Linked DNA regions of Sus scrofa: regions 1, 2, 4, 5, 6 and 7 are each linked to region 3. The links are chromatin contacts, called in public Hi-C and targeted proximity ligation maps. All regions are on one chromosome and are shown on one strand. The core of a region is the stretch at or near the end of the contact, and the rest is flanking DNA. Distances in the headings are between cores, read along the strand shown.

Region 1 (3,045 bases), core at 506-3,005, 230 kb before region 3:
CCTCTTGGCTTCCTTCGTCAGAAAGTTGAGCAGTTTCCTTTTTAAGGGCTCTGGAGAGGAGAGCTTGGGCTGCTCTTGGCCTCACCTCACCTCATGTTACCACTCTCACTCCATAAATTTCCAACCATTCCAACACCTCCAGATTTTCTTTCTTCCACTGACTGTACCAACCTGAAATTTGGCTTGGTTTCTCCACATGATGGCATGTGTGGAAATAATTGCTTGCTCTGCTCTCCTGTTTGCTGAGCTCTCCCATCCATATTAAGGTGTCACTTTTTGAAATAGTAAATGAGTCATCTTTTAGATTTCTAAAACAGAATCTGTATAGTACCTGAGTACTGCCTCGGTTTTTCTAGATGCTGGAGAATAACAATTTTTTTTTTTTTTTTTAGAATAACATTTGAGTTGATTTCTACTTTTTTTTTTTTTTTTTTAAATCTTTGAATCAGAGACGTGGCTTAGGTTTCAATGATCTAATAGAATGTGAAAATGACCGCTACAGAAAGAACTGAAATGGTGTCGCTCGATCAGATTTTAAAATTAAACTAGCATTTTGTATTATACGTATGATCATTGAAAACAATTAAGACTAGTTTAATTCTAGGCAAAGAGTACAATTCATGGCAGAGGTAGAACAGACTTAGGATCATTTTTGAAACATCAAGGCTTTTTAAAAGACATTGAAGTTTGTCTTTCAGTAAGCAGAAACATGCTTTTATTTGATTGGTGATTAACAGATGAAACCAATTTGATTATTCTAGAGAAAATTATTTTATTATCCAGACTTATTTATCCCTCTTCTTTCTGTGCTTTATAACTGAAATTGTGTGTTCTATATAAGTGGAAAGTTATATTTATATGTAGCAGCACTGTCCAATAAAAATATAATGTGAGCCGCGTATGTAACTTAAAATATTCCACCGTCCTCATTACAAAAGGCAAGAAGAGTAGGAATTAATTTCAGTAATGTTTTATCTAATCTAATGTGCCTAGAATATTATTTCAGTATGTAATCAGTATTAAAATTGAGTTATTTTTACATTTACATTCTTTTTTTTGTGCCAGGTTCCAAGTTCAAAATCTTATGATGGATCTCAATCCAGACTAGCCAAATTTCAAATGCCTAATTGCCACTGCATGTGGCAAATGGCAACTGTAATAGCAAGTAGAGAGGGTATTTCACTTTTCAGTGACTCTATCAAGAAATTTTAAGGGTAGTTAAATCAATCAGTTTTGTAGCTTTTTAGAGGTTTTGGTGATATTCACATTGAACCAGTTAGTAAAACAAGATAATACTATTTACCGATTTCTGTTTTTTCCTTTCTCTTTTTTCTCTTTGTATTAGTCGCCCTCTACCACTGGCGTGATTGGTATTTTAGGTTTTTCCCCAAATTGTTTAACCAGCTTAAACTTACTTCTGCAGATCCTATTAATATTTGCTTCTGTTTGAAATGTCACATGCTGATTTGACTCCACACCTACACTACTTTCATATTTTGTAGCTGATGTGGTAATTTAGTTTCTTTTGGTCTTGAGCAAGCTAGAGGGAGTAAGCCTCTTAAGCAGCCAGAACACTCTAGTTGCTGTAAACAATTAGGCCTGTCAGCAGTTGACCTTGGAAATGCTAATTTGCTTGTCTCTTGGTGCTGCTTCAGGCCCTGGCTTTCTCCCTGTGGGTGGGAGTTATGAACCCAGTTTGGAGAAGGCCCTTGGGGAAGCACCAAATAGATGTGCTTCTTGCTTCAGTTTTGCATGTGACCAAGTGCAAGAGGCATTCTTTGTGTGAACTTCTTTGAAGGGCTTTAAGAGCCTGCACTGATGCCTAGACTGAAGTTGAGAGGAAGCTTTGTTGACATTTGAATCTCCCCTTCCCCTGCATTCTAGCACTATCTGCCATAATGATTGATTTAAAATGATTTCATTAATGTTTCATTATATCCCTTGATGGGGTTTTACTTTTTTTTTGTCTTTTTAGGGCCACACCCACAGCATATGGAGGTTCCCAGGCTAGGGGTCCAATCGGAGCTACAGCTACAGGCCTACACCACAGCCAGAGCAATGCAGGATCTGAGCCGTGTCTGCGACCTACGTCACAGCTCACAGCAACTACAGATCCTTAACCCACTGAGCGAGGCCAGGGATTGAACCTGTGTCCTCATGGATACTGGTTGGGTTTGTTAACCATGGAGCCACAGTGGGAACTCTAGGTTTTATTTTTGATAACTAACCTAGATTTCTTTTTAACCCCTTCCAGTCAATTGCTCTATTTTTTATGACTACATCATATTCCATTGTTTGAATGTACCACATCTTATCTATGCATTCATTGTTGCTGGACATTGGGTTGTTATTATTAATAAATTATTATTTGGATATTATTAAGAAATATTGCTCTGAACGTTTGTGTACAAATTGATATCATGGTTTTGATTCGCATTTTCTGATGACTAATGAAGTGCAGTATATTTTCATGTGCTTTTTGGACATTTGTATTGGAGAGATGTCTATTTGGATCCTTTGCCCATTTTCAAATTGAGTTATTTCTGTCTCTATTTTTGAGTTGTAAGAGTTCTTTATATATTCTGGATGCAAGTCCAAAATCAAATGTATGATTTATATTTCTTCCCATTCTGTGAGTTGTCTTTTTACTTTATTGATAGTGTTCTTTAAAATATAGAAGTTTTTTATTTGGTGAAGTCCGGTTATCTATTTTCTCTTTTGTTACATGTGTTTTTGATCATACCTAAGAATCTATTGTCAAATCTAAGGTCATGCAAATTTATTCCTATATTTTTTCCTAGGAGTTTCACAGCTCTAGCTATTATATTTAGATCCATTTTTGAATTAATTTTTGTAGATGGCTTGACTAATGGTCCAGTTTCATTCTTTTGTATGTGGCTGTCCAGTTGTCCCAGCATCATTCTTCCCTCATTAATAGTCTTGGTACCTCATTGTTGAAAATCAGTTGACCATTGACATACAAGTTTATTTTTGGACTCTCAATTAATTCTATTCCATTGATAGAATTCTGTATGCCTATCCTTC
Region 2 (3,347 bases), core at 74-2,573, 220 kb after region 3:
CAGTGTGGACTTGCTTCTTCCTTGTACCCCCAGCGCTGCACATCCAGCGTAGCCTCCAGTCTGATTTCAGACCCCACCTGCGTCACTTGCAGAGAGGCGGTGTGTTTCCTCAAGTAGAACTAGAGACAGTGACCGCGTCTCTGTGAGGAGGATTGAACACAGAGCCAGTTTTACCCAGCGCTTCCCATTCACAAATCCCACCGGGATTTAGTGTTATCACCATCGTCATCATTAGGACAGGACTAATTCCCTCTGTTGCAGTCACTTCCATCCTAAGCCTTGCTCTTACTAGACTCTGCCCTACTGGAGTGCAGCGGCCACTGCGCTGGGTTAAAAAACAAAATTCAGGGAGTTCCCGTCATGGCTCAGTGGGTTAAGAACCTGACTAGTATCCATGAGGATTTGGGTTCCATCCTTGGCCTTGCTCAGTGGGTTAAGGATCCGGCATTGCCGTGAGCTGCTTGAGTAGGTCACAGATGTGGCTCAGATCCCATGTTGCTGTGGCTGCGGTGTAGGCCTGCAGCTGCGGCTCCAATTTGACCCCTAGCCCAGGAACTTCCATGTGCTGCAGGTGCGACACTAAAAAGAAAGAAAAAAAAGGAACGAAAAAATGGAGTTTCTGCTGTGGTGCAGTAGGTCCTACTGCAGCAGCTTGGGTCACTGCAGAGCGGCTAGTTTGATCCCTGGGCCGGGAACTTCCATATGCCATGGGTGCAGCCATAAAAAACTAAAAACAAAACCCCCCAAACTTCAACTGAGTAAATGTGAAGATCTAATTGGCTTTATTCAACAATTCATGATCCGTCCGGAAAACTCTCCCCATCCTACAAGGTTCGATTCATGCTGACTCTCCTAGGAAGCTCATCTCATTACTCTGTTACTGCACATTGCTCCTTACTTCTCAAGCACTAGCCATAGTCCTTACGAATGAAAGAGGAATGGATATTTTTTGAATACCTACTATGTGCCAGGCACTGGACTCTTCTATTTGATAACCACTGTTTAATGTTCCCAGGGCTCCAGGGGTGTCCGTATTATTTGCCTCATTTTGAAGACTAGGCTCCAAGAAGGCAAATGCCTTTGCCCAAGGTCACTGGCCAGGAAGTGGTGGAACTGGACTTAGAATCCAGGGCCTGAAGTTTTCATGGCACCGGGGAGAGGCCAACTAGGGAAGAAAGGAAATGGAATGATTCGTTTACTGCCCCAGGCATTTTCAGCAACAAGTCAGTCATTTCCCTAATTCCCAGTCTGTTGTTGGTGCAGAGACTTGGCAGTTGGAACCAAGCTGAAAAAAAAAAACAATTCTCTTTTTAACTCAGTAGCACCACCTGCAGGATCTGAGGGAACACTGCAAAAATGATCAGGGGCTACAGGGCTCCTCTCTGGGGGAAGGGTTCCAGGAGAAGGGACCTGAGACACCATCTGATACCCTTCAATCTTAAGAAGGAGCAATTTGAGATCCAGACAGGTACTGACTCAAAGTCACAATGTTAGTGATGTCAGATCTGAAGCTGTATCTCTTCTGACTCCTGGTTTAGTACCTTCCCCCACCTTCATTCTCATTCTCTCTGTCTCTTGCTCATTCTCTGTCATTCAATAAACATTAACTGAGCACTCAATACGTCTTCAGCATATTCCTTCTTGGGGGATATGAGTACTGATAACTAAAATGTGCCATTTAGGATTAATGTTTAGTTTTTGATTAATTGCCATAACAACATAACTTTGTCATTACAACCAAGACATTACTGTGTATCAGGCAGTGGGCTAAGGTGTGATCTCAGTGGGCCCTCCCAGATGAGGAAACCTAGGCTTAGAGAGGTTTGGGAATATGGTTCAGCAGTTGTGGAGCAGGGATTCAAACTCAGATCCTTCTGACTTCGGACCCAGAGATCTTAATCACTATGTTATATCTACCCTTTAAAATATCTAAGGTTATTTCACACGGGCCGGCCGGTTAGTTCAGTTGGTTACAGCATGGTGCTAATAAAGTATCTAAGGTTATTTCAAGAACAATCCACACTCTAATTAGGATGCTGCTCCTATTTAAAGTAATTGCTTACTTCCTGTCTAAGTGGGGTGCTGACTCTCCTTTCACATTCATTGCTTCTGAAATCCCTAGGAGTTTCTAGTGAGATTCTACTCCATACTAGGCACTGTGCTGGGTGCCAGGGACGCAGAAGTCACAGGAACTCACCTAGGAGCTTGTGGCCTCCTTGTAAGTGTCAGCCTTAAATCATGGCCATCCGCAAGATGTTCTGGCAGAAGTGGGACCCAACTCAGGGGGCGCCATTCACACTACAGCTGGTGGAAATTATCCCCCCTCCAAGTGGGGGCATGGCGGGCATGGTGCTGCCCGTGTGAATGACCCGGTGGGATGTGCCAGTTGGAACAAGGGACAGGAGCATGGGTGGGGGATGGGGAAGAGTCACTTCCGACTCTGCAGGGTAGGGAAGCTTCATGAAGAGTTCTGGAGCATGACTGCTGCCAGAGCTGTACAGACTTTGATTTCCTCTTCTCTTCAGCTGGGAGGTAGGGTTAAGTTTTGAGGAACTACAGCTCTGTGTTTCGACCTGCAGAACAGAAAGTGTATTTCGGTTTCTTTTTCTGCATTCACTCCCAAATTGCATTTTGGTTTAAGTTCCCAGGAAATTTGTCCTCATTCTCATTTTGGGGTAGATGAGTAGTTCCTCTCTATGGGGATGCTTGGTTGCTAAAATTGGAGCTCACCGATGGCAAGTGGCATGTCTAAAACCAGAGATCAAGTTTGGGCCACCATGCAGCTGTTGAAGGAATTCTTGCCCCAAACCACAGGAGACTGAACCCACGGCGGCCCCAGAGAACGGAGCATTCACCCCCAGAGAACGCATCCCCTCTGCGTCTTCCCTCTCTCCTCACCTTCTAAGAGCACTTCCCATGGGTACCTGTGAGTTTTACCTCGTTGCACTTATAGTAGAAAAGTAAAAGAGGTTTTGTTTTTTTGTTTTTTTTTCATTTTTCCAAATGTAAAATGATCTCATAATAATGCCTGTACTTTGAAGATGCTGATTCAGACCCCACGGCGACAACTGCAGGCCTGAGGTGGGCCAGTGACTAGGGGAGTGCCAACAGTGCAAAGGTTTGAAGGGCAAAAACAACAACGAAACCCCCCCAAAACAAAACAAAACAAAACAAAACAAAAAACCCTGCTTCCAGCCTTCCAGGGGAGTCTGCTCTGCTGTTGGCCCTGCAGCCACAGGAGTGACCACTGTGGGAGAGTCTGGCTGTGATGAGAGAGGAGTGATGGAGGCAGGGTGGTTCCCCCCGCCAGCACCCCCTTAATGGTAAAGCAAGGAGATGGGGAGGCT
Region 3 (3,272 bases), core at 578-3,077:
TAACCTGAATTATCACTTGCTTAATTTTTTACTTTATCATCATCATTATTATTATTTTGCCATGCCCACAGCAGCATGCACTCAAACCCACGCCCCAGCAGCAACCCGAGCCACAGCAGTGACAATGCCAGGTCCTTAATGTACCAGGGAACTTCTTAATTTTTTTATATCAATGAAGTTACTTTAAAAAAAAAATGTTTAGGAGTTCCCGTCGTGGCGCAGTGGTTAATGAATCCGACTAGGAACCATGAGGCTGCAGGTTTGATCCCTGGTCTTGCTCAGTGGGTTAAGGATCCGGCGTTGCTGTGAGCTGTGATGTAGGTTGCAGACTAGGCTCAGATCCTGAGTTGCTGTGGCTCTGGCGTAGGCCGGCAGCTACGGCTCTGATTTGACCCCTAGTCTGGGAATCTCCATATGCCACAGGATCGGCCCAAGAAAATGGCAAAAAGACAAAAAAAAAAAAAAAGTTTGGCCTCTTCTTCAGTAATAACATACATGGAATTGCAGGTTCGATGTGCTAAGTATATATATATATATTTATTTTATTTTATTTTATTTTATTTTTTTGGTCTTTTTTTGCTATTTCTTTGGGCCGCTCCTGTGGCATATGGAGGTTCCCAGGCTAGGTGTTGAATCGGAGCTGTAGCTTCCAGCCTATGCCAGAGCCACAGCAACGCAGGATCCGAGCCGCATCTGCAACCTACACCACAGCTCACGGCAACGCCAGATCGTTAACCCACTGAGCAAGGGCAGGGATCGAACCCGCAACCTCATGGTTCCTAGTCGGATTCGTCAACCACTGCGCCACGACGGGAACTCCCTAAATATATTTTAAAATGTATTAAAATAAATATGTATTTCTTGAAATAATGGGAATTCCCATTGTGGCTCAGCAGTAATGAACCTGACTAGTATCCATGAGGATGCAAGTTCGAGCCCTGGCCTCACTCAGTGGATTAAGGATCCGGCAGTGTGGTGAGCTGTGGTGTAGTTTGCAGATGCGGCTCGGATCCCGTGTTGCTGTGGCCATGGCATGGGCCGTGGGTAAAGCCCTAAAAAGCAAAAAAAAAAAAAAGAGAGAGAGAGAGAGACGACGAGGACGAGAAAAGCAGTAGATGTCTTGAGGCATCCACAGTCATCCCAAGTGGCCCTTTGGGAAACTCTTATTACACAGAGCGGGGCTGGGGTCCCCGCGGAGGCTCAGAGCCCACCCACGCCCACCAGGGTTCTCCTATGAACCTCCCTCCACAGGCTGCCAGTGTTGAAATAAAGTCCCTGGAGAGGTCATTGACAGCAACGTGAAGCTCTAGCGATTAGTCACAGAGGCATACCCGGCCGCCCTCTGTGGCTGGGATTTCTGCAGGGACTGCAGAAAGAACGGGTCCAGGACCGAGGTTCTGCTGGCCCATGGATCTGAGTCTCATATGAGAAGTATGGGCCCAGGGGGACAGGGTTTTCAGGGCCTCTGGGGGCCCCTAGGCCCTGTTCACACCCACAGGGCTCAGCGGGGCACTCCTGTCTCTCCATCAGTCAGTAACCAGAGCTCACCCACCTGTCCCATCTGTTTCCTGGAGGCAGGTGACATCCCTGCCAGCCGTGGGAGCTTTGTAGGGAGAAGCCGGCTCTTGGCACCCTAGAGTGCTTGTATTTGACAAATCTGTTTTTCCTGTGGGGCTGTGTTTGCCTTGGAGGCAACGTCCTGCATCTCACCACGTGTCAGAGGTGACTGTTTAATGCCAGCAAAAGAAAACAAGCTTCACACCGCGCGGAGCTAAAGGTGAGGTGACAGCTGGCTAATGGTTGATGATTCACCTGGGTGGACGCTGAACCAGCGGTGTGAAAAGGACTGCCACCCAAGGGCTGTATCAAGTCACAGATGAGAACCGGGCTTGGCTGCCCCCAGAGCGGAGAGAGGGATTGCGACACGTTTTTCGCTAACCTCAGCTCCGAGGAGCCCGGCACTTGGGGAGTGAGGTTTAGGGAAGTCAAGCGTCCTTCAGCCTTTTTCCCAGAACAGCTGGGCTTGTCAGAAGACGCCAGTTCTAATTTCACTCTCTTCCTTCCCAGCTCTGTGACCTCAGGTGACTCCACAAAGTCCACTGCGTTTCAGTGACTTCACCTGTAAGAAGGAGATCTTACCCCCTGCCCTGCCCGCCTCCTGGGGCTGGCTGTCCAGAGCCCAGGGGATGGCACATGGAAAGGAATTAAGTGCTAATGGCCAAAGCCTGGCTGGATGCTTGGGGAGCTGAGGACCTGCCTTGGCCCCTGTCCCTGCTTTCAAGACATTTAGTTCGTTCAAATACGTGTGAATGCATGAAAATGTAATAATGCAAAGTACCAACCAAGTTCATAAAGGCTTGCCTGGGGGGCTGGGAGTGGGGAGGGACCAGGTTTGAGAGTAGAATAATTTATTTTTCCAAAATACACATTCAGGATTTCCCATCATGGCTCAGTGGTTAATGAATCTGACTAGGAACCATGAGGTTTCGAGTTCGATCCCTGGCCTTGCTCAGGGGGTTAAGGATCCAGCATTGCCATGAGCTGTGGTGTAGGTTGCAGATGCGGCTCGGATCCCGCGTTGCTGTAGATCTGGCGTAGGCTGGTGGCTACAGCTCCGATTCGACCCCTAGCCTGGGAACCTCCATATGCCCCAGGTGCGGCCCTAGAAAAGACAAAAAAAAAAGACAAAATACACAATGCATTTAGTCTTTTTAAGGAGAATGATAGAGTCAAATTGTGCCTCCAGCTTAATGAGGCAGACACAGACCTTCAGGAGGTAAGAGGAGTGAGAAAGTCCTGGGGGCATCAGTGGTCGAAAAGACCTTGTGGACCTGGCACCTTGGGCCATGAAGAAGGGACCAGTTTGGATGGACAGGAGACAGCTATGGTGACGGGCGCCAGCAGGAGCCAATGCCCCGTGACTGGTCCCAGCGGGGCAGGAATGAAGGAGGGGAGGTCGGGCTGGTAAGGAGCCAGATTCATCCTGAGCCTCAAGCACACAGAAGGAACCACGGGATAAGGGTCACTTTACTCCCTGAGTGTGCAAGGCCTGTAGCAAATACTAAAAATGTTAACACACGGTGCATTTGAGACAGCAGAGAAAGAAAACTCTCAGGTTGACCGAGGGCAGGGAAAAAGCTAAAACCATGAGCAAAAAGACCCAGGGAGAGTTAAACCACAGAAGCTATAGAAAGAAGCCGTGCTGAGGGATTTAATAAAATTTCCACATCTTAAAAGTGTACTGGGTGGGGTCTGGGAAGTGAAAGAGTTGT
Region 4 (2,918 bases), core at 208-2,707, 210 kb after region 3:
CATATGGGTTTAGTGCCCATGAACCAGGGCACTAAACCCAGGAATGCCAGGCCCTGGAGATAAGACAGTTGACCACACATGGCCTCTGCTTTGGAGGAGAACTCACTTCATAGACAAAGTAAGCCAGATACACAGCCGAACATAATTTTTGGCAAAATGTTGGGGCCAACAGAGGTGGACAAACAGAGGTTTGAGAGATCATACCTAGGTAATATGGTGGGGGATTCCTGGAAATTTTTCTTGATTTTTGAGAGAGGCAGTGGAGTTGAGTTTTGCAAAATGAGCAGGATGTGGCTACTAGAGAAGGTGATGGGAAAGACCTGCTTGGGGAGGGAAGAGCATGAGCCTAGAGAAGCCCTTGAGAATGTCCAGAGGATGTCATTGGTTTGACAGCCATAAAGTGCACTGAATCCTAAACCCACTGAGCAAGGCCAAGGATTGAACCTTCGCCCTCATGGATACTAATCAGATTCCTTTCCACTGAGCCACAACGGGAACTCCCTTTTGCTGATTCTGACAATGAGTGACCCCCTCCTATGTTAGAAGTCCCCTACACTGGTCATAACAATGGAAAGCTTCCCAGATAGGGAGTTTCTAAAAGTCCAGATAAGTTATTTAATCTCTTGGTACCTCAACGTTTTCATTGGCACCCAAGATAAAGTCCTTATCTCATGAGGTTAAGATAAGCAATAAGAGGAAGTTCCCATTGTGGCTCAGCGGTAACAAGCCCGACTAGTATCCATGCGGATTCGGGTTCCATCCCTGATCTCGCTCAGTGGGTTAAGGATCCAGCATCGCCTCGAGCTGTGGAGTAAGAGACACGGCTCAGATCCCGCATTGCTGTGGCTGTGGTGTAGGCTGGTAGCTACAGCTCCAATTCAACCCCTAGCCTGGGAACCTCCACATGCCACAGGTACAGGCCCAAAAAGCAAAAAAAAAAAAAAAAAGAGAAGGAATAAGAGTGAATGATGCACATAAAGTCTTAGAACTAGGGATGGCACCTAATAAACGCTCAATAAATATTAATTATTATTGTTGTTGAATGCCTAAAGGTTTCAATAAATGGCTTGACCATGAGATCTCAGGGGCAGGTTCACTTAATTACTTCTGCTCTTCTGCATTTACTGGTTTCTGAGCTAGTAGCTTCCAGCAAATGTCTTTCATTTATGGACTTGCGTGGTTGAATGAATAAACATGAGAAAAATATCCCTTCTCTCCAGAATGCAAAAGGTGCCAGTTGCATTTTATCCTTGCGGCTCCAGACATCAGACCCCAGCGCGGGTGGGAAGACATCCCCTCCCCCGCACTAATGGGCCAACCCCTTATCTTCATGTGCATCTTTTGCGAGTTACTCTCGGGTAAAGGAGAACATTTGACCCCGGTTTAGAAAGATTGCCTTACACAATCTCCCGGTTCCCTAGATGGGACTTGCTGAGCTGACAGATTGTACAGAGAAGAGCTGACTATTTTTAGGATGAACTGGAAAGATTAGAACTTTGCTCTCTCCTCAAATATCAAACCTGCCATTGGTAGGAATCCAAACAGGAATTCCTGGGGAATTGGATGGAGCGACTTATTTATTGTGCTCTCATTGCTTAAAATTCCAACATAAAAATAATAACAGGCCTTTGATATTAGAGTGACTAGATGGGCCACATACTTACTAAGTGCTTTACACACCCTGTGTTGTTCCATTCATATAGCAACCTCATGCAATTGGTTTCCATCTTCTTATCTTTTCTTTCTTTTTTTTAAGGGCTGCAACTGTGGCATATGGAGGTTCCCAGGCTAGGGGTTGAACTGGAACTGCAGCTGCCAGCCCACACCATAGCCACAGAGATGCAGGACCCTAGCTGCGTCTGCAACCTACACCATAGCTCACAGCAACGCTGGATCCTTTAACCCACTGAGCAAGGCCAGGGGTCGAACCCACATCCTCATGGATACTAGTCAGGTTCTTAACCCACAGAGCCACAACGGGAACTCCTCAATCTTTCTATGTTACAGAGAAGAAAACTGAGGCACAGAGAGTAAAGTGTCTTGACCAAAGCCACAGAAAGAGGTTTAGTGAGGCTGGAATTCCATTCCTGGTCTATCTGGCTTCAAGACCCATGCTTACATGAGGATGAAAATGACAATGACACAAAATAAAACAAAGGGGGAGAAAACAAACTCATGCTCCTGGCTGAAGAATGAAATCATTCAAGTCACAGTGGATTGACTGAGTACATCATTTTGCCAGGTAGAGCGGCCGATGAGCAGATGAGAAAGTCAGGGGTTCTGCCTTTGGGGAGCTCCCATCCTAATAAGGGCAATGTGAGCATTTTATTGTTTCTCATCTGCCCAGCTCTTTCATTCTGTCTCTCATCCAATACCACACTGTGGGGCTTGCTGGTCAAGGTTCCTGTATTCCTCCGGCCAAGTGTGGGCGTTTGCCTCATGCTGGAAAGTCAGACTACGGGAAAGTAAATTATGACTCAAGAACCTCAAGAGGAGCTGAGTGGCTGAGTGAGCAGCACTCTGAAGATAACTGCAGGTTAGTTTCTACCATCCGGATGATCAGCTCTTCCTTCTTCCTGAGAGTTCCTTGTGGCAGATAGAATAGCACACATCCCAACTCCCTTCAAGCTATGCTTTCTCTGTCCTAGAAGGTGGAAAGCTCAGAGTTCACTTTCCCAGGCTCCCTTGCAGGGAGGGGTAGCTGTGTGGCTTAGTGCATGAGATGCAAATGTCTATCTACTGGGGATGTCTTTCCCCTTGCTCCAGGATGGAGGAAGGACGTGATGGTTGGAGCTGTAGCAGATACTTTATAAGCATGAGGAAGAGGTTAGGAGGACTGCACAGACAGCAACCCTGCTCAGCAACATCTTTCCTTTGGACCCCTTGCTGAGAACTCCTTACTGTTTTAAACCACTATG
Region 5 (3,243 bases), core at 527-3,026, 140 kb before region 3:
ATGGCTGGTGCAGTCGCAGTGCCTGTGGTCACTAAGGATCGACTTTCGAATCAGCAAGCTTAACCGACCCTTCAGGTGCCCTTCAAATCAGAATGAGCCCCTGCTCGCATCCTTGTCCATCTTCCAGTCGGGTTGGACAGTCTCCAGATCTGTGAGACACGGAATAGAAAAGGGCATCCCCTGTCCTAGACATTGGGATAGAGGTCTTGTTAATTATGAGATTAATGATGAGGTTAACGATGATGTTGATACTGGGGCTGCAGATAATAGTGAGGAAGTGTGGGGATTTTCCCTGATCTGTGGAAAGAGTGACTGCAGCTCAGAGAGCAAGTTGCACAGCTGACAAGTGGCTGAGCTGGAATGCCAGCTGACACCTTCCTCCTCCAGAGCTGGTGCTTTGCTACCTACCGAATAGTCAAATGTTTACTTACTCTGCTTTCTGGTTAAAATGAAGGAAAACTTTTATTAATATCTTATTTTATATGTGCGTGTGTGTGTGTGTATATATATATATATATTTTTTTTTTTTTTTAAATTTATGACTGCACCTGTGGTATATGGAAGTTCCCTGGGCAGGGATCGAATCTGAGCCACAACTGAGCCTACACCACAGCTGTGACAATACCTGGATCCTTTAACCCACTGTGCAGGGCTGGGGATCAAACCTGCACCTCTGCAGCAGCCTAACCCACTGCAGTTGGATACTTAACCTACCCTGCCACGGTGGGAACTCCCATTTGATATTTTTAATAAGGGAACCGAATTGGTCACTAAGTCACAATGCAGGGCTCCATTTTCTATTAGTATCTTTTTCTAAACTACCACATTAACTCTTGGTGTTTAATGATGTCTACACAAATGTGTTGTGATTAAATATTAAAATATCAGGAAGTCTTTTACTGGGCTAATAAGGCTTTTTAGCATTTGCAAATCTGGTTAGGCTTTAATTAGAATTCATTGATAGTCTTTTTTTAAATTTCTAACTATATAAATGTGTGTGTTGTAGAACATTTAGATAATATAAAAGACAGAAAATAAAAATCACCTGTAGCCCTACCACTCAGAAATAACCACATATTAATGTTTATTTTATTTCTGTTGCCTTTTTTCTTATATACTTGCAAGATTGGGATCAGTTTTGTGTCCTAATTATTTCATTCAGTATAGTGTGAGCTCATTAAGCATTTGAAAGCGTGGTTTTAAATAGATGGTATGTATGTATTACGATTTTCCTCTTTGAATCATCACCCTCAATTCATATTCACTCACTAGTAGTCTGTCATGGATGACAATTGATATCATCTGTTTAATAGTTTAAAAACAATATCTTGTTCTTTTCACTGAGTCTGAAATATCAAAATTTACCATTGTTAGGTCATTTTGTTGTTACTTTTAATTTATGCATTGGAGAGAGAAACAGTATATTTTTCAGGTATAAGTTTTGTTTTGCTGTGTTTACTTAGTCGATCAGCAGACCTGTATTAAATCCTTTCCAGTACAAGGTATTAATTGCTGAGGCTAAGAAGAAGAAAAGCATGCTTTCTGCCTTCAAGAAGCTTATAATTCATGCAGGTAACATAGGTAAACATGATTTTATATTTAATACAAATATAATAGTAATATTACAACACAAAGAAAGAAATACCAAAGAAAAGCTGTAAGCAGCGTGCAGGAAGAACAGAAAGGAAAAGTGATGATCAGAGAAATCAAGGGAAGCCTTCCTGGAAGAGCTGACATTTGAGCTGGGCCTTGAGGCCTGGGTAGAATTTCAGCGGAGAAGGCAGGAAAGGACATACAAGAGGCTGAGCGTATAGTGTAATCAGAGTCACAGGGGCCTGAGAGTGCCTGTCGTGTTTGAGGAAAACCTGTGTTCCTCCCCCTGGATTGGTGCGTAATGTCATGGGGTGGGGGTGGGGAGTCAGGGGAGCGAGGCAGAGGGCAGTAGTAGCAGTGACCCTAGAGCACGAAGGGATCAAACCATTGATCACCTATTAGTGTGTGCCTGGCTCTGGGCTCGGCTCCTCCTCATGCATAGATAATCTCATTTGATTTACATAACAGTTGTGAGCTATTAATACCACCACTTGAAGATGGAAATACAAACTCAGGAAGCCTAAGTGATTTTCCCCAAAGTCATAAATAAAGCTCACAAGAGGCAGGACCAAAACTCAAACCTAGGCCTGAAGGTCATGCTTTTGTTTCCACTGCATTCCTAGGTTGAGCTAAAACTATAGAAAACCATGAAAAAAACCCTCATTTTGGTGTTTGGATTATTGTAGGCAGTGGTTTTTGTTTGCTTACTTGTTTGTTTGTTTGCTTTTTTTGGATGAGCAATATTATCTGAATAGTGAAGATACTTCTAGTGGCAGAGTGAAAAATGAGTTGGAAAAAGATAATACAAGAAGTAAGACAAAATGGAAAACTCCTGCAGAAACCCAAGCAAGACGTGGAGCATCTGAGCTACTGCAGAGGCAGTGGAAATGGAAGGAAAAGTGGAAGAGACTTTGAGAGAGAATTGAAGTCCTTTGTGGACTGATGGTGTAAAGGCAGTGAGGAAGCCTGGATTAGATTAGTCATCTCAACTTTTTTCAAAATCACATACCCTTAGTAGTTAAATACTTTTGAGCCTGTATCTAGTACAGAAGTTTTAATATTTTATGGCTTTCTCTGGTGCATTTTTTTTTCTGTGCATACCCATTTTAGAGATCACTGGAGTTAATTAAGAAGAATGGGTGTTCCGGGAGGTTGGCAGGAGGAGGGAGTAGAAGTGAATTAGCATTTAGTTTGGGACATAATGGGTTGAGATGCCTAAAGTAGAGCAGTCATCTGAAGATGCTTCATACAAAGTTGGAAATGAGTCATAAAGATTATAGAAGGAGGAGTTCTCATCGTGGCTCAGTGGTTAACGAATCCGACTAAGAACGATGAGGTTTCAGGTTTGATCCCTGGCCTTGCTCAGTGGGTTAAGGACCCAGCGTTGCCGTGAGCTGTGGTGTAGGTCGCAGACTCGGCTCGGATCCCACATTGCTGTGGCTCTGGCATAGGCTTGACAGCTATAGCTCTAATTAGACCCCTAGCCTGGGGACCTCCATATGCTGCAGGTGAAGACCTAGAAATGGCAAAAAGACAAAAAAAAAAAAAAAAAAAAAGATTGTAGAAGGAAAACAATGCCAAGCTTATGCTCTGGTGGTTGATTGTTTTAGTGTTTTATCATTTGATTCTAACTAAATATTTGCAGAGTTT
Region 6 (3,217 bases), core at 394-2,893, 160 kb before region 3:
GTGTCCTAGGTTTGAATATAAACTAACTTTATTCTGTATCTGAGAGCCTCATTTTTATACTCCATGTTATACTTTGTATTCATTCATTCAACGAGTGTTTACTGAATATGCTGGGAATGTAGCATCGAACAAAAGAGACACGTCCCTGTGCTCCTGGAGCTTACGTCTGGATCTTTGGTACCTTGTTAGCATCTCCTCACTTTATAGTATTTAAGTGGAATACGGTACACATCTTAATAACTCTAAAACAAAATTGTCTATTTATGTGCATAATTGATAGCCTTAATCATGATAATATTTGCATATTTGTTATACTCAGGTATTGTCCTTCAGATGTCCTTCAGAGTTATCTGCCTTGTTATTCTGAAATCCTTTTTTCTTGATAACTATTTAAAGTCATTTACTTAATCAGCTTAATGTCAAGGGAAGATCCTGGAAAGATCCTGGAATTTGGAATCAGAAAATATACATTCAGATTCTGGCTCAACCAAATCATAGTTTGTATTTTTGATCAAATCAATGGGATTTTACATTTCTGTAAAGTATGGGTAATACAATAATAATAACGTTTCTTAGCCCACAGAATTATATAGGGCTTAAACCAGATATTTTGAAATGAAAAGTGAAAATGTTCTTAAAATTGTAATATAATCCCCCAAATATTAGTTTCCTAATCTTTCTTTTAGCTTGCTTAAAGGCATTAACATCAATAATTTTTATTAAAAGGTTATGCATTTTAGACATTATTAGCAGTTACATAAAATCCTCAAGTGCAAGGAAACAAACTCAGAGTATTTTAGTCCTTCTGTAAAAGTATTAAAAGATTGTAATGAAGGATAAAATAAGCTGTCAAGTAGATAAGGAATGTTCTGTCATTGAGAAGGGTGTGAACCAAAAAACGGTGATAAGTTAACAAATCATTTTTCAGTACAATATTGGCTTTGGCTTGACAAGCTTTTCTTGATAGGGAAGCAGAGAGTGAAGTGTCAGAAACAGCCCTAGTCACGTAATGAACCACGTTGTGTCTGGTGAAACATATGCATATGAGCAGATCCAGTGGAGCTGCAGCTATTATCACTGTGTCCTGAATGAACCTTGACTCTACTAGGGATTCTGTTACAGCTGTACATTGGATTTAACCGCAGAGGATCCACTTTGGATTTGATTTAGCATTAAAAAAAAAAAAAAAAAAAAAAAAAACCTGCTGACTTACTTCAGAGTCTGCTTTTTAGTGAACTAGCACCTTGGATACACAGAGCACTGGACTGGGCACCAGGACCGTAGGCAGGTATTTAATGTCTTGGGGACTGAGAGAAAAAGAAACCAGTCACTTGAGATCACAGGGTCCTGGAACTTGACTCCCCAAACTTGGAGAGGAAATGAGAGTGGCCTAGGGGTTGATGAAAGGCATTGAGTAGAACTTTCCAAAATAAATATAGTTTGTTTTCTAAAATAGAAGAATAGAGTTTTCTGGGTCACTTAAATTAATCAGTTTTCTTCAGTAGTGGGTGCTTGGTCTTCATTTCGCAGCTTGCGTTTGGTTGGAATGTCAGCTGAGTGAGGGCAGGCACTTGGCCTTGGTACTGCCTGCGGTGCCTACACCTGGCATCGAACCAGTGCTTCATGTAGCGGTGGGGAAGGATTGAAGGACTACAAAGAGGGGTCAGAACTTAGTTTATGGAAACTTTATTCCCCCAGGGGACAAATATTCCCTGGTAGATCCTTTGATGCACACTAGTCCTGGGAATGAGAGTAGAGGGTAAGGTGTCATGTTCCTTTTCATCAGCGTCGCTTTGGCAGCAGCAGTGCTCTGAGTACAAAGTGGGGCTGCCAGTTGGTTGGAAGTGTTCCCAGACTTTCTGGCAACCCTCCTTGCCCAGTTTGACCATTGGTTGCTCACTGGTGGAAGGCACTTCCTTCCTCTTTCCCTGGGGGGACACGATTCTTTGACTTCAACTGCAGGAAGCAGGAAACTTCCAAGTTAGACTCAAGTATTTTTAATTCCTTCCACCAACCATCAGCCTTAGCAACCTCCATCTCTCCTGTTATGCAGTAACATTGATTTTTTCCACCCACACACAAAGCATTAAGTTGATGGTGCTTCTTACCTTTGATGGGATTACAGAATCAAGAAAACATAGTAGGAGCTTAGGTATTTTCCTTCTGCTTCAGAGCACAGCGGCTTTATTTTACATTCACCAAAGGCAAAACATTTTTCTACAAAGAGATGAGTGAGAATTTTCAATTAACAAGATAGACTGTCTAGTCCCATTGCTAAAAGTCTCTCCCAAGCCCTCTCCATTTCTTTGTGCTCCCACTGTTATACCTGCTCTAGTTTCGATTTTACCGCCTGCCTCCTACGTGTTCCCTGCTCCAGACTCGCCTCCTGTCTGTTTCTGCCAGAGGGACTGATCATCCTAAAGTGTTGGTCTGGTCATGTTTGTCCACCACGCTCTTTCAGAGGGTCCCTCCGCCCTCCCCAAATAAAAACTCTTCTGGCCATCAGGCTCCCCCCGCCACATACACGCACACTTTCTCAGTACTCTCTTCTCTAGCCCTTTGATCCAGACACTTGCAGTTCCCAGAAAGTATCGTGTTCTCTTTCACATGCAGACTTTCACACTTACTAACCTCTTATGGAATATTTGACTTAACCCCTCTCTCTTCGCTTGGTTACTGCTGTCCCTTCTTGCATGCAGATATCCCTGACTTCGTTCGTGGAGTCCTCCCCGAGGTAGATGAGTGCACAGCCATCGTGGGGGACCTTTAAGGACATTTTCATCTGGGGAGGGATATCTAATAGCAAAGGCGAGGAAGATTAGCACGTGAGAATGTTTGGCAAGAAGAGGAATTTGCAGTAAAGTTTAGAGTGGCTTTGAAATAGGCTGATTATTTTGCTTCAAGAGTGTGCAAGATGGAAATCAATACTGGAATGTCCTCTATATAATCTCATACCTGAACATGAACAGATACTGTCATTAAAACATGGATATGGTTGTTTAAAATACTGTCATTTAAAGGTCTGCATGCAAAAGCCGTTCAAGTCTGCATGTGAAAGAGAACACAATAGTTTCTGGGAACTGCGAGTGTCTGGACCAAAGGGCTGGAAAAGGGAGTACCGAGAAGGTAGGGGAGGGGAGAAGCCTGATGGCCTGAAGGGTCTTCATTTGGGAGGGCAGCGGGAACCTCTGAAAGAGTGTCCACTGCTTTAGGCAAT
Region 7 (2,918 bases), core at 48-2,547, 210 kb before region 3:
GTCCATACTGTGCTGCATAAGAATTAGCACAGTGTTACAGGCTTACTACCTGCATGGTTTAGCCACAGAAGACCTGGAGTGTGTCTCACCTGAGTCTGCCTACATCTGTAAAAATAGCTAAATCTCCATTCCTCTCCTTATTCAGGTCTATCTCTTCTCCCTCATTTTGCCCTAGTCTTTTATATTCAAGATAACCCGCGTTGTTTTCATGTAATTATTTTGCTTTCTTGTTCCTGCTTCAGCTATCATCTTCCTCTCATTGAAGTCCCATGAATTTTAAGTTGAATTTGATTGCAACACATAATCACCCATTTCTGCTTAATGTTTTACTGATCATGTAACTTCAATGCCTTATTCAACACTTCAAAAGAGAGAATAGTAATAGTTATAATACCACTGTTAGAGCGTTTTGACGTTAAGTAACAGGCGACATGTCTAATGGTTACATGGTTACATGGTTAGCGTGGCTGCCTGGATCGCATAATTACACGTTTGTATGACTTTAGGAGACTCATATACAGGCCAACTGCATCCATTCAGATACTTATGTAAATATCAGAGCACTTCAGTCTAAAATGAAGCCCTCCTTCAGTTATTATCATTCTTTGTATTTTCTTAGGGTTTACCACTGAACAGGAAAAAGCTAAACGAAACAGAAACTGTCTTTAAAGAATGGGTTTAATTCTATGGCCCTTCCTGGTCTAAATAACACTTTCTGAGTTCTTTGGGTACCATTAGCAGCCCACGACATTCGGGAGAGTGCTGAGCGGGCTCACAGGGTATAGACAAACCAGATTTGCAGGAGGACAGCTGTGGTACTGGCGTACTTACAGAAGCACTTATATTTTTATAATATAAATCAAAGATAATCTGCACCCTCTGGACTTGATTTGCTGGGGCAGGGGTAGGGGGCTGTATTTCAGCTACTACTGAACTGACTTCTTGGAGCACTCGCTTAATTGGTGTGCCAGATGTGTTACACAGCTCTCACCGAGCCTCCCCACTCTCTCCAGGAGACGGCCCCACGCACTCATTGGCTGAAAGAGGTATGTTGCAGGGTATCACTTAGGTTCATTTGATTAACATAAGCAAGGGTCGATTATAGGGAATGAAAGCGTATTGAAGAAATGAGTCTATTCCTAGACTCAGACCCCACTTGGCCAGCCAAGGACAGTCAAAAGCATAGGTAGTGGAAATGGTTTTGACACTCAGAAGTATCTTTGCCAGCTGGAGCCTTCCAGGGCCCTTTCCCTTCCCCTTAAACATTTCTCTGCTGCTGCCATCAAGTGGCTGCTGCTGCCATCTCTGTTGCAGCTGGTGTTCTTGGCCTGGTGCAGGTTGACCTACCAGCAGCTAGAGCTGACTTAGTTATTCTCCTGGCATTCAGTGAGTGTCCTGATTGCTCTTACAGCCCCTCCAGTAAGCCTCGTGGACGGGGAAGACCACTCTCTTCACCAACCTTAAAATTTAGTAATCTTCTCAAAGGGGAAAAGCATTTCCTTTTTGTCCTCGGTTTCCTCGGCTAGGAATTTGGAAAAGCTTTTCCTGGATCAGGCCTGTTAGCATTTGAGTGGCATTGGCTAGTGTCCTACTTGGAACAGGCCACCTGGAACTGAGATGAAGCTCAGGGCCATGGCAGTCTTCTTCTTCCCCCTGCCCCGAGGGTTTGTTCCCTGGATATTTATGGAGGCGTTGGAGCTGCTTGTCCTTCTTGTGTTTAAGCACCTTTTAGTCCAGGCGGACAAGTGTGCAAACGTTGCACCTTGAAGGTCTGAGTTGGAGGCGTAGCTCTGCCGCTCACAACCTTTGTGTCCTAGAGCAAGTTACTTCAACTGCTTAGTGTTTCGGTTTTCTTATATGTAAAGCAGAGATAAAGCTACCTATCTCTTAATGTTGCTGTGAGGTTTAATGTAAATATTGTGTTCAGTACGATCTCGGCGCATAACACAAGTCTTAGTTACAGCTGTTATTATTATTATATGTATATTTTTAATCATGGCAGTCACTTTCCAGGCTTGCAGAGGTGTACAGTAATATTTTCCTCTTTGAAATTGTCATCCTGTGAACGTTAACATCACTTTTATAATGCCCCCCGCCCTGCACTGGTGCCAACATTTTTCCATAGGAAAAGTGAAATGAAAATAGAACAGGCAAATGAATTTCTATTACATGTCTTCTTTACATTTTGACTCAATTGAATATCAGAGGCAGGGCAATTTGTAGTTTGGTAAAAGTTTGATTTTCAAATTTATATGATGGCCACATAAGAATCTTGAAGGAAGAGTTGCTGTAATTCTTTGTTGAATTCCAGGAGCATTAAAGCATCATTCTTGCCCTCCAATGGATTAAAGTTTGTTTGGAGAAGTGAGACAAATTCATATAAGAAGACAAGACCGTTTATATTTAAAAGCGCCAAAGTATCAACTGTAGATGTTAAGATAAATTGAGACCCTTCTAGGCTGGTAGAGATTAAAAGCAGGAAGGGCTTGAGTTCAGCTCTTGAAGGATGTGTAGGATTTGGTTGGTGTGGATTTCTAGGAAGGGCTTTCTCTGTAAGAGTGGGAGAATTGGGGTAGTGGGCTTCTATATGGTGGAATAAGGGGCAGGGAACCTTTGGCTGGTCAGTCCCTCGGCACCTCCCTATCTCCAAGCCACTTTCAGTCAACAGCTAGTTCCCTGTTTATGTGTTTATCCCTCTTTTCCTCCTGAGTTCTTCAGGGACTTATTTAGTTCTTTTGCCTGCCTCATGCAAAGCTATGCTCTTTCCCCAACGCACTTCTTATTAGCAGCATGGGGCACGTTCCCTGTGCCTTTCTTTGCTTGGTATTTCTAAAACAGGAATACAAATAAATAACATCCTTTAAAAGAGGGAAACAAGGGTTAACAAGAACAAAAAGAATCACAAAAATAATCTAAAA

The links. Hi-C and Micro-C count contacts between places; a contact is called where the count stands out from the background.
Region 1: a contact with region 3 is called in a targeted proximity ligation map of alveolar macrophages. A contact is called at or near these places in 2 of 47 Hi-C or Micro-C datasets (embryonic fibroblasts and liver) and 2 of 2 datasets of targeted methods (alveolar macrophages and skeletal muscle).
Region 2: a contact with region 3 is called in a Hi-C map of skeletal muscle, with 10 times the contacts expected there. A contact is called at or near these places in 4 of 47 Hi-C or Micro-C datasets (embryonic fibroblasts, liver, psoas muscle and 1 more) and 2 of 2 datasets of targeted methods (alveolar macrophages and skeletal muscle).
Region 4: a contact with region 3 is called in a targeted proximity ligation map of skeletal muscle. A contact is called at or near these places in 2 of 2 datasets of targeted methods (alveolar macrophages and skeletal muscle).
Region 5: a targeted proximity ligation map of skeletal muscle shows a contact between it and region 3. A contact is called at or near these places in 3 of 47 Hi-C or Micro-C datasets (embryonic fibroblasts and skeletal muscle) and 2 of 2 datasets of targeted methods (alveolar macrophages and skeletal muscle).
Region 6: a contact with region 3 is called in a targeted proximity ligation map of skeletal muscle. A contact is called at or near these places in 2 of 2 datasets of targeted methods (alveolar macrophages and skeletal muscle).
Region 7: a contact with region 3 is called in a targeted proximity ligation map of skeletal muscle. A contact is called at or near these places in 2 of 2 datasets of targeted methods (alveolar macrophages and skeletal muscle).

Annotation. Positions count from the first base shown.
Region 1 is chr4:14,573,236-14,576,280 of Sscrofa11.1, reverse strand. The region is part of intron 2 of NSMCE2 (E3 SUMO-protein ligase NSE2); the gene reads left to right. Among named protein-coding and RNA genes, the nearest start is that of WASHC5, 23 kb to the left of the region's middle.
Region 2 is chr4:14,115,562-14,118,908 of Sscrofa11.1, reverse strand. No RefSeq gene overlaps it. Among named protein-coding and RNA genes, the nearest start is that of TRIB1, 180 kb to the left of the region's middle.
Region 3 is chr4:14,340,131-14,343,402 of Sscrofa11.1, reverse strand. No RefSeq gene overlaps it. Among named protein-coding and RNA genes, the nearest start is that of TRIB1, 44 kb to the right of the region's middle.
Region 4 is chr4:14,132,235-14,135,152 of Sscrofa11.1, reverse strand. No RefSeq gene overlaps it. Among named protein-coding and RNA genes, the nearest start is that of TRIB1, 160 kb to the left of the region's middle.
Region 5 is chr4:14,482,439-14,485,681 of Sscrofa11.1, reverse strand. The region is part of intron 4 of NSMCE2 (E3 SUMO-protein ligase NSE2); the gene reads left to right. It overlaps LOC106509961 (a long non-coding RNA gene), which reads right to left. Exons shown (of 3, transcript XR_002343108.1): 2 at 1-149. Among named protein-coding and RNA genes, the nearest start is that of WASHC5, 110 kb to the left of the region's middle.
Region 6 is chr4:14,504,972-14,508,188 of Sscrofa11.1, reverse strand. All of the region lies in intron 4 of NSMCE2 (E3 SUMO-protein ligase NSE2), which reads left to right. Among named protein-coding and RNA genes, the nearest start is that of WASHC5, 92 kb to the left of the region's middle.
Region 7 is chr4:14,551,165-14,554,082 of Sscrofa11.1, reverse strand. All of the region lies in intron 2 of NSMCE2 (E3 SUMO-protein ligase NSE2), which reads left to right. Among named protein-coding and RNA genes, the nearest start is that of WASHC5, 46 kb to the left of the region's middle.